Regions from separate parts of the Mus musculus genome. Here regions 1, 2, 3 and 5 are each linked to region 4. A link is a contact called in public Hi-C, HiChIP or PLAC-seq and promoter capture Hi-C data. All regions are on one chromosome and are shown on one strand. The core of a region is the stretch at or near the end of the contact, and the rest is flanking DNA. Distances in the headings are between cores, read along the strand shown. Region 1 overlaps Ctnnd2 (catenin (cadherin associated protein), delta 2). Region 2 overlaps Ctnnd2 (catenin (cadherin associated protein), delta 2). Region 3 overlaps Ctnnd2 (catenin (cadherin associated protein), delta 2). Region 4 holds the start of Dap (death-associated protein). Region 5 overlaps Ctnnd2 (catenin (cadherin associated protein), delta 2).

The links. Promoter capture Hi-C pulls out the DNA fragments that hold promoters and counts their contacts. A called contact is a pair of places that touch in the nucleus more often than the background predicts. HiChIP or PLAC-seq counts read pairs in DNA pulled down with a chosen protein or histone mark.
Region 1: an H3K4me3 HiChIP or PLAC-seq map of neural tube shows a contact between it and region 4, with 6 times the contacts expected there. The contact joins the enhancer-like site here to the promoter of Dap in region 4. A contact is called at or near these places in 2 of 39 promoter capture datasets (embryonic stem cells and hippocampal neurons) and 6 of 115 datasets of contacts at active chromatin or transcription factors (embryonic forebrain, embryonic stem cells, neural tube and 1 more).
Region 2: a contact with region 4 is called in an H3K27ac HiChIP or PLAC-seq map of oligodendrocyte precursor cells, with 6 times the contacts expected there. The contact joins the enhancer-like site here to the promoter of Dap in region 4. A contact is called at or near these places in 2 of 39 promoter capture datasets (embryonic stem cells and hippocampal neurons), 3 of 115 datasets of contacts at active chromatin or transcription factors (astrocytes, cardiomyocytes and oligodendrocyte precursor cells) and 1 of 9 other capture datasets (embryonic stem cells).
Region 3: a promoter capture Hi-C map of stem cell-derived epiblast-like cells shows a contact between it and region 4, with 2.4 times the contacts expected there. The contact joins the enhancer-like site here to the promoter of Dap in region 4. A contact is called at or near these places in 6 of 39 promoter capture datasets (HPC-7-derived erythroid cells, cranial neural crest, embryonic stem cells and 2 more), 1 of 115 datasets of contacts at active chromatin or transcription factors (embryonic stem cells) and 2 of 9 other capture datasets (embryonic stem cells and macrophages).
Region 5: a Hi-C map of B cells shows a contact between it and region 4, with 11 read pairs. The contact joins the enhancer-like site here to the promoter of Dap in region 4. A contact is called at or near these places in 3 of 39 promoter capture datasets (the C10 cell line, the HPC-7 cell line and neural stem cells), 3 of 484 Hi-C or Micro-C datasets (B cells, CD4 T cells and neutrophils) and 6 of 115 datasets of contacts at active chromatin or transcription factors (the 230-238 cell line, astrocytes, embryonic forebrain and 3 more).

The regions. Positions count from the first base shown.
Region 1 is chr15:30,386,298-30,388,997 of GRCm38.p6, reverse strand. The region is part of intron 2 of Ctnnd2 (catenin (cadherin associated protein), delta 2); the gene reads right to left. Among named protein-coding and RNA genes, the nearest start is that of Gm41284, 120 kb to the left of the region's middle. Within about 2 kb of position 1,302, at least 8 of the 459 cell types and tissues checked have an H3K27ac peak or open chromatin away from gene starts, as enhancers often do. A contact at or near this core is called in neural tube, where this site is marked.
Region 2 is chr15:30,449,506-30,452,205 of GRCm38.p6, reverse strand. The region is part of intron 2 of Ctnnd2 (catenin (cadherin associated protein), delta 2); the gene reads right to left. Among named protein-coding and RNA genes, the nearest start is that of Gm41284, 52 kb to the left of the region's middle. Within about 2 kb of position 1,250, at least 28 of the 459 cell types and tissues checked have an H3K27ac peak or open chromatin away from gene starts, as enhancers often do. A contact at or near this core is called in oligodendrocyte precursor cells, where this site is marked.
Region 3 is chr15:30,645,558-30,648,257 of GRCm38.p6, reverse strand. Ctnnd2 (catenin (cadherin associated protein), delta 2) reads right to left here. Exons shown (of 23, transcript NM_008729.3): 7 at 934-1,489. Among named protein-coding and RNA genes, the nearest start is that of Gm31841, 36 kb to the left of the region's middle. Within about 2 kb of position 1,342, at least 95 of the 459 cell types and tissues checked have an H3K27ac peak or open chromatin away from gene starts, as enhancers often do.
Region 4 is chr15:31,223,030-31,225,729 of GRCm38.p6, reverse strand. It overlaps Dap (death-associated protein), which reads right to left and starts at 1,345. Exons shown (of 4, transcript NM_146057.3): 1 at 1,147-1,345. The coding sequence starts at 1,201.
Region 5 is chr15:30,609,044-30,611,743 of GRCm38.p6, reverse strand. The region is part of intron 3 of Ctnnd2 (catenin (cadherin associated protein), delta 2); the gene reads right to left. Among named protein-coding and RNA genes, the nearest start is that of Gm24487, 8.9 kb to the right of the region's middle. Within about 2 kb of position 1,268, at least 101 of the 459 cell types and tissues checked have an H3K27ac peak or open chromatin away from gene starts, as enhancers often do. A contact at or near this core is called in the 230-238 cell line, B cells, the HPC-7 cell line and 3 more, where this site is marked.

The sequences.
Region 1 (2,700 bases), core at 53-2,552, 840 kb after region 4:
TCACAATGATTATTCAAGCATTTTTTGAGTACTGTTTTTCCTCATTTGTTACATTAGCTACTGAGTTTGAGATGTTGACATCTCCAGCTACCAATACATCTTTTATCACTGAATTTCTTAGCCTCCTAAACCCTGGGCTTACAGTCACACTCCACTACACACTGCTACATACTACACTGAGTTAAACAATTAATTCAAAGGAAGGTAAACACATAAAATAGCCCAAATGTTCCCATTCTGTACTAACTTAGGACAGTAATCGGCAGAACATGATTTCAAAACCAGGATTAAATTTAGCAATTCATTTAAAAAAATAAAGAAGGCACTGAATGATCTCAAGCTATTTTCAAGATATCTTTGAGGCAGGGTCTACATAAAGGCAATACACACACTAAGATGGTCTTCCATGCCTCTGTGATTTGTTAAATAAATAAACATAAAACTACAAAAGAATATATTTGCAAACCTTTCACATCCATAGCTTATCAATGTAAATCACGGATGATACTTACATAAATTACATTGCTTTAATGAGCAAGACAAAGATAGTCTTGGAAGAAAATGATGCTTGTTTTTGAAATATACTTCCTTTACAACAATAACCAGGAAAGCCATTAAATTATAATATATTCCTGACATTGTGAATTCATTATGTGCATATAAATACAGATCATATATTTTCATTAACACAATACTTTTTTTTTCCTCTTAACACCATCCTAAAATCCAATAGCATTGTTACAGGTATGAGTAGCATACAGAAATAAACACACATTTCACGTCATAAGAAGTAAGAAGCCAGACATTGAGTGTCAATAGCCTGGAGACACAGATTTAGGTTTTCCCAAATTCCACGCAGAAATGAGGCAGCAACTTCATGAACTTCTTATAGTAACAGAATAAAGTTGAAGCAAGAAACCTAGATATAAACCAGAAATCTCAGCTGTAAACCTCACATCCTATCAGCTAGCATCCTTAGCCCTTTCCTGGATCTACAGTAACACATTATAAAGGTTTTACTCTGTTTATCAGAACGTTAGGTTCAGCTTTACCTACTACTCATAGGATATCAGGATGCAAAGCAGCAGTGGGCTCTTTAGGGGCTGAACAAAGCAAAAGATGAATTGTAATGAGAGTCTGGGCCTACAATATGCCAACCTTCCTTAATCATGGAAGCTCTTATCAGCCAATCAACCATTGTCCACAGATCGTTTCCAGCAATTTGAAGCCTTGAAGGCCTTCGAGGGTGGATCCCCTTCCTCAGATAAATCTTTGGGTCATAACCTCTCTGTTTCCCTGGTAACACTAGAAATGAAAACACCACGACTCCCCATGCAAAAAGGTGGAGATCACAGCGCTTTGATGCAGTCCTTCAAGGGAAAGCTGCTTTTCATTCTGGTCAGAAGAATGCAGTCTTATCTTCTGCGTCTGGCCCCGAGTGGGGCCAAAGATAACAATCAGATCTGCTGAACATTACATACTATCCTCTTCTCTCTTAAGCTGCTAATCCATCTGGGCTTGTCAATCACCCTGCTAGCAGCCCATCCCTCTGGAAAGCAGAGTCATCCAAAGACATTCAAAGAAGATGGGCACAATAACTGTGCTCTTCATAGGATAATGTACTTGGGGTTTTAGTATTGCCTAATACAGATGTTTAAAGTACGTCCAGATGATTCTCTAACGCTCAGGGCTGCTGCAAAGTCCACTTTTTTGTGTCTAATTGTGCTCATTTGGATCTTCCCTCCGGCTTTGGTTAATTGGGCTACGGTGATATCAATCTTGTTTGTTTTCTCTAAGAGACAACTCCTTCCTTTATCTATTCTTTGTCAGGCTGTTCTTGTTCTTTCCTTTTTCTTTTCTATTTCATTGATTTCAGCCCTGAGTTTGATTATTTCTTACCATCTACTCTGTTTGGGGGTGTTCTTTCTTCCTGTTCCAGAGACTTCAGATGTATCATTAATTTACTATTATGAGATCTCTCTATTGGATGTACACAGTGCTATGAACTTGCACATGAGGACTGCCTTCATCACGTCACATAGGTTTGGGTATGCTATATTTTCATTTTCATTCAAAGGTAGAAAGTTTTTCATTTTTTGTCTTGTCCCAGTCTTCATGCAATAGTGACTTCTTCAGTTTCCATTAGTCACTCAGTGACAGTGGGAATGTGATAGCCAGCCCTACCCCTATGGCACCCTGTTTTTGCTTGCATAGAAATTAACTGCTCTAGCTCAGTTGTTAGAGTGCTCTGACCTGGATAATAATTTACCCTGGTCCCCTGTGATGACTACAGAAACTTAACATCAAAAGAGCCAGGTGTGACTTAAGAGCCATTGACAGTTTACTCTGGAATGCCTGGGAGTTCTAGTGGCCTACAGGCAGGATAAGAATAGGATAAAGGGCTATGAGGTATTAACAGCTGCTTTTGCTTTTGTAAACTTGCTTAATGCTGTGAGAAAGGGATAAAATGGCTTGCTGTTGGTGTTTGTTTGTTTGTTTGTTTGTTTGTTTGTTTTTATTACAACAGAAAAGTAAGAAACCGCTGAAGGCACTCAATACTTCAATTAGACATCTCATACCTCCAAGAAAAACTCAGTGCCAGGAATTGGGTTCCATCTTGTTGAGTCATTGGCCAAAATCGCCCCATAGAGCCCCAGAGATACCACAAGCCATTGCCAAGGTTATTGGTTGTTCTCCAGA
Region 2 (2,700 bases), core at 1-2,500, 770 kb after region 4:
GCTGGACCTCTGCCTGGGATGTGGCAGTGACAGCTTCTCACACAAACCCAGACCTCCAGTGCTGTCCTGCTTCCCTGAACCGTGGAAAGCTGGTTAGACACAAAAGGCAAGCCTCTTGTTACCGAGCCTGGAACTGCATGCCCTCACACACTAGCTCACATTTGTCCATCAGTATAAACTTGAACTCTATCACGAAGGATGAAGAGAATTGTAAATCTCACTAATCAAATGTGTTCCGGTTACTACATGCTCCATCAAGGAATCTAGGCACCCGCACTAAGCAAATCACACACCCTCCTTCATTTTATCTCAACGTAAAGCTACGGCAGTGACAGACTGAGACCAGACGACTTTAGCTACCCCTCTCCATCCTGGCATGAATCTAATTTCACTGTCTTAGGAGCATTCTGGGTTTTTCAACAAGGTTGCAAGTTTGACCATCCTGGCGGTAGTACTTCGATTCCTGATGTTGCAAATAGTTACACTATAAAATCTATGACTTGTGTTTTGGGGAAAAATAGAACTTGGAAGCTAGAATCCCTAAGCTAATAAAAACATTGTCAGCAAGGGAGTAAGGTCAGATCATACTTGAAAATACATTAATGAAGGAGATGGTAAAATAATAATAATAAAAATGATGATGATGACGACAGTAATAATGTACAATAGCTGTAGGCTTACTCTCAATAAGTCAGAAATAAAGCAAAGCTAGCTTTCTCATTTTTAAAGGAGTCTCTCTCCCTCTCTGTCTCCTCTGACACACACACACACACACACACACACAGAGAGAGAGAGAGAGAGAGAGAGAGAGAGAGAGAGAGAGGCATGCAGGCACTAGGAAAGTAATGGCAGAATACAATGCATTTTAAGTTACAAAAGACAATTTTCCTCCTGGCATAACTGAGCCCATTTTTTTTGTTGTTGTTTATAACAGGTAAAGGAAGCCTACCGTATTTTTCATGTTGTATGTCTGAAGTATACACTTAAGATGTTATCTTTGCAGAAATAATTCATTTCATCTGATTGCTTAGAATTACATCTTACGATCCTAGCATTAAAAATAACACTTGTTTCAGTTTTTCACATACTTAGAGCATCTCTTTATTCTTATATTCTCCTAACATTTATATAAATTCACGATCATGAATAATGCCTTGTCAAAACAGAGTGAGCCCTGTTTCTTTGGTTGGACTTACGTATTATGCCAGTGCCCTTGGTCGAAGGCACCAGAGGAATACCAATAAGAAAATGCACATGACTAAGCATTTTAAGTTCTTCACACAATGTGCTTGGCTAAGACACAAGCTAAATAGCCTACTTGAAAACTACTTTTGCATGCAGGCGTGCGCGCACACACAAGAACCTACAGTAAAATGAAAGAAACCAGTAGAATGTTTTAAAACAAGTATGAAAAAAAAGTTCTTGAAATAACACTACCACTCAACCTGTCAAATCCTATTTATATAAAAGCATCTGTAGAATTATCCTCCGTAGGTTATGCTGTACTTGAGTAGTATCACAGATTTCGAAGATGGATGCCAGGACTTTCTGTCCTCTATCTAAGAGTTAACCTGAACACTGGCCACCTAAGCATGGAAGGCTGTAGTTATAATGTGTAGTCATTACGGTAAAGAAATGAATGGAGTGAGGGTGGCTCCTAACAACTGCCATTTCTGTAATTCCTGGACTTTAGACTTCTCTTTCTGCTTTAGGTTGATGGTCTTTAGTTAAAAATAAACATTATCAAAATACTCAGTCCTTCCCAAATTCTATCCCTTGTTATATTTCATCTCAGGTAGCTAAGATCAATCTTTACGTGCATTCCCTTCAGTCTCTCTCCTAGGAGCCACACCTCAGAAGCACTGTATTATGAGGCTCAAACTTCCCATTCCCCTTCCCTCTGAACAGAAAATATGAGAATCTCTAGTTCCATCTAAATCAACCAAATTCCCCTTGGTATGCATAGCCTATGGCTATCTCCCTTCCCATCTATCCACTAAGCATTTCCCCATAGAACATGATTTCCTTGGTCATGCTAGACACAGGGAAAGCCCATGACACCCCAAAATGCTGACCCTGTATTTTGATTGCATTTGAATGGTACAGTTACATTTCCTTAAATAAAAGGAAACATATCTCCCTTTCAATAAGCCTTCTGTGGAAAGGCTTACAAATGAAGGAAAGGCAGGTAGTATTGATCAGATAGCTCTTTAAAAGTGGGACTGAAGATGAAGAACTGAATAGCCACTGCTAATTCTCATGAAATTATGAAGATTCAATCAAAATCAGTAGGTGTCTTTACCGTATCTGTTAATAACTTGCTCAAAAAAAAAAAAATCACACATCAAAAGGACGTGCCTCGACAACAAACATACTCATGTCAGTCTGTCTCGCAAGTCAGAATGCTACTACAGTTTTCTGCAAACCTGGAAGGTAAACACATTAAGGAAGAGTTACCCATCCAGGTTTCACGTGTAGCGGACATTTTACCGCAAATAGATCTTTTACAACACTTGTGTAGCTACCAAATCTACGTCTCTTAAGCTTTGGAAATGTAGTCATTTAGGGTGAGCACATGCTTTGCTATGAGACGGGCAGAGTAAGCTACTCCCTGAAAACGTGGAATCTCCTCCTTCCCCCAGCTACTCCCTATAAACGTGGATCCCATGTTAATTCAGGGATCGCCATCAGATCAGCAGA
Region 3 (2,700 bases), core at 93-2,592, 580 kb after region 4:
GCCTGCATCCCACTAAGCCAGCTAACCAGCTAACTAGCTAACTAGTCTTTGCTGGTGATTACTGTGTTTGAATTAAAGAAGTCCTTGGCCACCTGCCTTGTGCCTGTGACAAGTTCCCTTTTTTTTTTTTAATCCTATTTATCTTCACAGTCATCTATTTGTGTCAAGACAAGAAGCATACGAGCACAGCATCTGTTACTAGAGTCACAAAATTACCAAATACTTCTAGAAGGAAAGAAATAGGCGATAAATCCAGATTACATGTCAGGTGTCTTAGGAGGGAGCATTAGTCTTTCAATCACAGTGTCTTGTTTAAACTGAGCATATGGCATTGACAGCACAGTCGCCAGCTCAGCCTGGTCTGTAATAGGGACAGGCACCACAGAAATGTCACCTCTTCTGATTTGGCAGAAGAAAGCAGCCTCTCCAACTCAGACAACCCCCGTCCCCCGCTGAGCCCCTATAATGAAGTAGGTAACCATTGAAGATGCTTCCCGTTGGTTACTTTTACTCTGCTGCTGCTGCTGCTGCTGCAACCTATGTAAATTCAGAATCTGATTTGGGGGGAAAATATATAACTTTTTGTGGCAACTAATACTGATCATACCCACTGGGAGAGCTACTTGATTTCTTTCTGCATGTAAGCAACAGGTCTGTGTGGTCCTACTAAATTAACCTCCTTGCTGGGTTTAAGTCTTCAGACTTTAGGGAGGGACAAGGGAAGGCAGTCAGGTGTTAGAGGCAGACAGACCACATGATAGGCACACCTGAAGAGAGACGCTGACAGTCTTTCCAGACAATCCCTGACAACCCGACAGCCCCGGAATCTGAAAACTGGACCCAAGACATGCCCAGCACTGCTGCTTGGATCCAGTCTCCCTGGTTCCCCGCCAAGCGTCCATGTGAGCCACACCAGAGCGCCCAGCCCCTTACCTGCCAGGCTGCCCGGCCTCTGGAGGGTGGCGGTGGCATACAGCTCCTGCGAATGCTTGCTGTACTGCTCAGACGCGTGGACCAGGCGCTTGGTGGGCGACAGGGTGGCGTAGGTGCCGATGGTGGAGCTCAGCTGGTGGATGGGCGAAGAGGAGATGGTGGACTGCACGGTGGGGGGCGAGGTCACGCGGATCGGGGACAGGCCGGCCGAGGACACGACGATGTTGATGGGCGAGCTGGTGCTGTAGGACTTAGCCAGGCGGCTGGGCGACTGCTTGGGCGAGGAGCCGCGCGGCGCGGCGTAGGCGGCACCCTCGGGGGCCGAGCCTCCGCGCTGCAGCTTGGTGGGTGAGCCGCCCTGCGTGGTGGTCAGCGGGGAGCCCCCGCGCGGCGGCGCGGGCAGCGTGGAGCTGGAGTAGTAGAGCGCCGCGGCGGCGGGCGGCGCGTCGGGCAGGTGGAAGGCGCTGCCCAGGCTGGGCGCGAACGGTTCCCGCGGAGGCGGAGGCGGTGGCGCAGGCTCGGAGCCCGCCAGGTGCCCCGCGCGGCCGGTCGTGCCCTGTGCCGGGAGGGAGAGCAGAGAACAGGCGCGCTCAGAGGTGGAGAAGCAGCCGCCCGCCCGCCCGCCCCGCCCGGCTGCAGAAGACAACTTCTGCGCCCAGGCTACGCGTGGAGAGGGACGCGAACCCACGCCCCAGCACGTTCCCAGCCCGGTTCCTTTCCAAGGAGGGAAAGGAGCGGGTTAGCAGAGGCCCGCTGACAAAGAGGCGAGAGGCATGCGTCTGCTCCGAGTTCCAAGAGGTTTTAGTCACAGGAGAAACATTTAAAGGCCACCCAACCGGTGATCTCTCAGAACGCCCTCTCTCTCTCTCTCTGCTAGCTTTAATGAAAACTCCAGGCATTAAACGCTCCCATTATTCCAGGAGACACACTTTCAGCCACCGAAAACTGACCGAATTGCGTACTTAGACCGGGACATAAAAGATGCACTACTTAGAATTTATTCTGCTGTCTTGCCGTTAAGACTTTTTGGTCAAGAGTTAAACGGAGGGAAAAGTGCTACGTCACGAGAGTAAGCTTGGTTTTTCAGTTAAAAAAAAAAAAAAAAAAAAAAAAACTAGAGGAAACAGATCAATTAAAATTGGAAACACTAAAAGTGCTTCCTTTTCTGGTTATTAAAAGTGTACTCTAGATGTCTCAGAACAACACCTCTGCTGTTGTGTCTTTCGACTGAAAGCCAGTTGCTTTCTTTGACTTACAAGAACACAAAAGACCAGGGCTGGGGTGGAGTTAGAAAGACAGTTTCCTCTAATCTTGCTCAGAGACAAATCTGCATTAGAATGAAAATACCCAATTGTCATCTACTTATGGGCAGAATGACTAGATTCTCCAAGCTTCACCCAGGGCAGGAGAAAGGGTCTGGGGGAGTCCCTGGTGTGAAAAGCTAGTAGCATCTCACACTGTGTGAGAGAGAAGCTGTCATGGAAGGGTATGGAAGGAAGAATGCTGGTTGGGCTGGGAAGAGAGCAAGGAAATGAAGGGAGGGGGGAAGAAGAGCTGATAGATGCTCTCCACAGGAAACTTCCGTTGTACCTCTGCCCTTTGGGGTGGTATTTGGCAAGTGGGAGGCTGGGCACTTTATCTGAGCACACACAGCATTCCAAATTGTCTGGAGAAACACTGAGGATGTACCGAGGAAGCATCAAGATACTGAATTAAGAACAAGTTGGGACTCGGGGAGACATCTTAGTAAAATCTTGTCTCCTAAGC
Region 4 (2,700 bases), core at 96-2,595:
GAGTTCGTTTTGCGTTGGCCATCTATTTACTGGGGCATAGGGCCTACCCTGAAGGTGGTTTAATATACTCAGTGAGACGCCACTGGCGAAGCAAGCCGGTACCCATTGCGGACAGACTTGGTTAGGGATAGGAGCCAGTATCTTAAAGGTAATCTTTCCACAAGTTAATTTGTATTGTAAGAAGTGAGAATTGAACCCAGAGCCTTCCATACTCTAGCATAGTATCTTACACTGAACACAAAGACTCCCGTAGCTATAACTCCTAACCCCAGTTAGGCGAGTTGAGAAGCACTGTCATAGTGAATCAGCTTTGAAATACAGCATACTTTAAAGGCAGTTTCCTCTCTCCTCCTGTTCTCCAGTGGGGCCAGCAGCTGGAGAGTCTAAGTTTTTACTACAGAAAGATGGTACAGATGTGTCCCTACCCCACACAGTCCTCCAAGGTCTGCAGGGAGATGCCCTGGTTTTATACCACAGGAGACTTGGCTTCTAGGACCCACGGTTTCCAGGCTGGCTCTCTGTGGTGCTTCCACAGGTATCTCTGCCACCAGAAAGGGCAGTAGAAATGCCAACTCCTCCAGCCATGGAGGAACAAACAGGAACTGAGTGGAGGCGGCTGCCCAAGGCACACAAAGGTTGCTCACCATTTCCTAAGAGAGGTGGCTCTTTACTGGACTGAACTGCCAGTAAAAAGAAGTTTTGGCTCAGAAGTTCCGGGTTTGCTTTAAAAAAATACCGTTTTAACCACTTTCAAGAGGGAGTTGGATGCGAAAATTAAATGAATAAAGGAAGTCATGCCGGGTGATTAATGATCATAATTATTTCCGCTTCTTTGGTCTGTCAGTGTGAAATGCTGTCAGCCCACGATTAATCATCATGATACAACACTACCTTTTAATTGTTGGGGGTCTCCCACGCAAACATCTGTGCAATCTCATAAAAACTGCCTACTTTTGAGTTTTGACTTGTACAACTAGGGTGTCCCCGCCGGGGAGGGCTGGATCCCGCGACCCGCTCACCTGCACCCCGGGCCCGCTCACCTGCGCGCCTGCGCAGCACACAAGCAAGGGGCACCGGGGCACTGGGACCCCGATCCTGCCCTGTCCCCTCCCGGCGCCCCAAGACATAGTGCAAACCAGTCAGTACCGGCGGGCGGGTGTCCAGCTTTGGTCTCCAGCTTTCCTTCTGGAGGCGAAGACATGGCGCCGCTGGTTTTCGGAGGGGCGACGGCAGCCGCGGGGTGGGCGTCAGTGCGCGCGCGAGGACTCGGGGGAAGGCGTGAGGCGCGCGCTGCTCGGGAACGCGCACTGCCGCCCCGGGCAGGGGGGCGTGGCTCCAAACGGCTGCGTGGCACGGTCCCGCCCACCCGAACTCTGTGAGCCGCCTCGCCTCGCCCCGCCCGTCCTTGTGGAGCATGCGCAGCGGCCAGCGCCACGTACGACTCCAAGGCTATTGTATGGGAAGGATGACAGGGCGCGTGTGTACGTGAAGGGCGGGGCGGCCCTGCGACCAGCGAGGGGCTGGACCCGTGGTGCGTGTTCACTAGCCAAGCTGTCACTGAGGGAAGCGTAGCCTGCTGGTGGTTCGAGACCCCAGCGCGGGGTTTCGTTCAGAGATGGCAGCTCCTGGCTCCTTGGCTCACTTTGCAGCAAAACTTATCCGTTACTCTCTAGAACTCGCAGCTCTGCAAGATCAGCAGTCTTCTATCTTTAGAAAAGGGCCTGCCACCATCCCTTCCAGGCTGCACACGGATCTTAGACGACCCAGCTATTAAAAGAGGCAGGGTGCCACACCTCTCTACTCCTTCCTTACTCTCAGAACCTCTTGACTGATCTCTCAGAACCTCTCCCTGACCCCAGGCTGCCAAATCCGAAGGTCACTTGTCCAGTGCCTTTGATCTCGTAGGAGCACTGCAGACAGCTCTGGATGTTCTTTAGCTTTAGGGACGCCATGTCTCTGCCTTGTCCAGACCACCGTGGCTGCCATTCGGCTTGGCAAGCTTCTCTGTAGACTTGTAAATATTTGTATCTCCCGTGCATCATCCTTGGCCCTCTTCCCTACACGTTCCTGGGGTGCTTTCCACTGTAATGATGTTGGCGTCTGAGTAATTCATAAATTACTCAGAATTATTTAGCTCGCGGTTCTCAAGAGGCAAGTGGTTTGCAGGCTTGCATAGAAACAATTTCTTAGTCGAGGAGGTTTGAAGCCCTTGTGGCCATCAAATGCAACCTGTAGCACATACAACCCACAAGGCTTTTTTCGTGACAGGGCCTGGCAAACTAGCAGCTCATTGCTTATGGCTCCTTGACCCATATTGGTTGTTCTGATCCTTCTTTAGTGGGACAGGCCAGTTCTTCTGGTCTTGGCATCTGCTATTCCCATCACTGAGCACTGATTCCTCCAGATATCTACATGACTGACTCCTTCCTATAGTACAACCAGCTTGTGAAGTCAGCTGACCTGTGGGATCTGAGAATGTAGCCAAGGTGCCCGGCTCATGTTTCTGTTCATGTTTTTTACTGCCTCCATGCGATCAACCTCATCTGGCCGTCCTTATTTCTCTCTGCTCATTTACTGGAATTCTCCATGGACTGGACTGTCAGCTCCATGGAAGGAGAAGCCTGGTATATGGTTTTCACTTATATTCCAGGCCCTTAGCCATGGCAATCGCAAAAGACCCATATAATCCTGGAACAGAGA
Region 5 (2,700 bases), core at 19-2,518, 610 kb after region 4:
CACTGCTACGCTGATCAGTCAACTCTGACATCCTCTGTACCTCGGTCAGATGTTGATGAACTCCAATGCTTCCTTTCTGAGCATTAGCAGGAGCGGAGGAGAGAATTCTCTGCATTGGGAAGCTGGGTGACCACTACTGTGGTTTAGAGTAGGGGTGGATAAGAGTAGTTGCTATTTGCTAATGGCTGTGATGCCCCCAGCAAGGTATTCCAAGTGTTACCCCTCTACGTCTCAGCGAAAATACCTCCGTACTCCGTGAGTAAACAGAAGGTTAAACTCGTGTTTTCTTGTTTCCTGTGACTGTGTATGAGTCTGAGTAAATCTTGATTCTGGAGGGTGTGTGTGCCTTTGTATATGAAGCTATGAAGGGGTGATGTGTGTGTGTGGGGGGGGGCTCACTTTGCTGTTCCTTTAAGTCACACAAATCTGCCAGATTTTCATTTCCCCATTCGTCCTTCCCATATTGATCTGCCTGCCTGTCTACCTGTCTGTCCTTCCATCCGTCTGTCCATCCATCCATTCATCCATCCATCTTACCTGTTGCAAACATGTTAAAGCCTGGTCACATATTTTAATGGAATAATTAGTATACATGAAGTTTACTCCCCTTAGATCTTCAACGGAAATATATGAAAGCAATGGTCTTATATCCCTCAGGAAAGAGAAAAGAAATTTGAGTAACAATACAAAATTGGTAAAAATTAAATTTCACTTTGACTTTTTCAAGACAGTTTTCTCTGTTTAGCCCTGGCTTTCTTGGAACTCGATTTGTAGACACAGGCTGGCCTATGAAGTCAAAATCCGCCTGTATCTGCCCCAGGAAGTGCCTGGATTAAAGCCCTGCACCACAGCTCAGCTCTTCTGACTAATTATGAAACTCCCTTAAAGGCTGAAGACAAGAGGAAGTGCAAACAACAGGAACTGGAAGTTGCTCTGGAGAACCGCGGTCACAGAGCTGCTTGCACTGTGGCTTCTTCCTCTGAGCCCACTTCCGCTTACAAAGTCACCGTACACTTTGACTGTTTATAGAGCAGAAACCACAGGGTATCCATAAACACCAGTGGCCATCACATCTTCTGTCTTTACAGGCCGAAAGGCAGTAGCAGCCTTTTGACCATGTGAGCCACCTGAACTCATGTAATGTTTAGTAAAAGAAAAAAAAATATCGATGGATGTATAAATCTTCACCACAGATTTATTCATAACTACCAAAGGCTAGAATATCAGCCAGACATCCCTCAGCAGCTGAGCAGTGAATGGCCTGACACAACACACTACAGAAACCTCCACAGCAAGGGAAAGAATGGCTTTTGGTACACAGTAGGTAGTGATCCTCAAAAGACTAAGATGCCTTTAAAAAGAAGTAATAGTCTTGAAGTACAATATTAGGGGACTGAAGAAAAGATCAGTGACAGCTAAGGGTTAAGGATATGTCAGGGGATAGTGCAGGACGAGGTAGCCTTTCTGTGATGGAGTGGTTAGAATATTGATATTGGTGGTACAAACACAAAGCCATTTGTTTGATGCAGTCTCATAGAACTAAGCACACACACAAATCTCTCTCTCCTTCTCTCTCTTTCTCTGTGTGTACAAACACACACACACACACACACACACACACACACACACACACACACACTTGCACACATGGGAGGTGTATATTGAAAGTAGGAAATTCTGGATTATACCAATGCCTTATATGTGGGCTAGGCATAGTTACAGGGAAACAGGCATAGTTACAAGTAAGCTTTCTGTATAATTTATTTTGTATTTTCATGAGTCTATAAATATTCACAAATAAAAAACAAAACAAAACTAAAGTGGTTTGACCATGCTTCATTTTTACACTCTGACTTTTTTTTTTGTTTTGTTTTGTTTTGTTTTTGTATACAAATGCTGTTAGTTTATTCTCTCATGTAATATAAGCTAGAACAAACTGAAGATAGGGGATATTGGAATAATGACAGAGAAGGAAGAGATGGAGATGGTATGATGGTTTATAGATGCTCAGCCCAGGGAGTGTCGATATTGGGAGGTGTGGCCTTGTTGGAGTAGGTGTGTCACTGTGGGCATGGGTTTTAAGAGCCTCATCCTAGCTGCCTGGAAGTCAGTCTCCCACTAGCAGCCTTCAGAGGAAGATGTAGAACTCTCACTCTCCAGCACCATGCCTGCCTGGATGAAGTCAACCCCAATTAAATGTTGTCGATTAAAAGACTTATAATGGTTATGGTGTCTGTTCACAGCAGTAAAACCCTAAGACAGATGGGCATACAGAAAAAAAAAAAAAAAAAAGAAAAAAAAAAAGAAAAAGGAATGTGTTCACTTGTGAGTATCCTTTTGTTCTTTATTCTTATCAGAGCTGACTGGACTTGCCCAACCTCATTGATACTTTGTTCCTTGAATGAGCTGTTAGCCCTGAAATAGAATATAGGAATCACATAGCCAATCTTATGCAAGAACTACCCTGTCATTGGTGAAAAGGTCATGGGTTATACCCCAGATTCTCTGCTCATCAGATGCCCAAAATTCTTTCTATTGTCCTGTGATTTGAAGAAAGATTTAAAGTGATATTTGGCTCCATATCCTGGAGCAAAATGCCAGTTTTTATGCATGCACGTAAAATCCAGATCTCATATAATGCAATGTACTCCCTCTCTGCAAACACTGATAAAACATAGGCTGTTGCCTAGTAGGTATGCC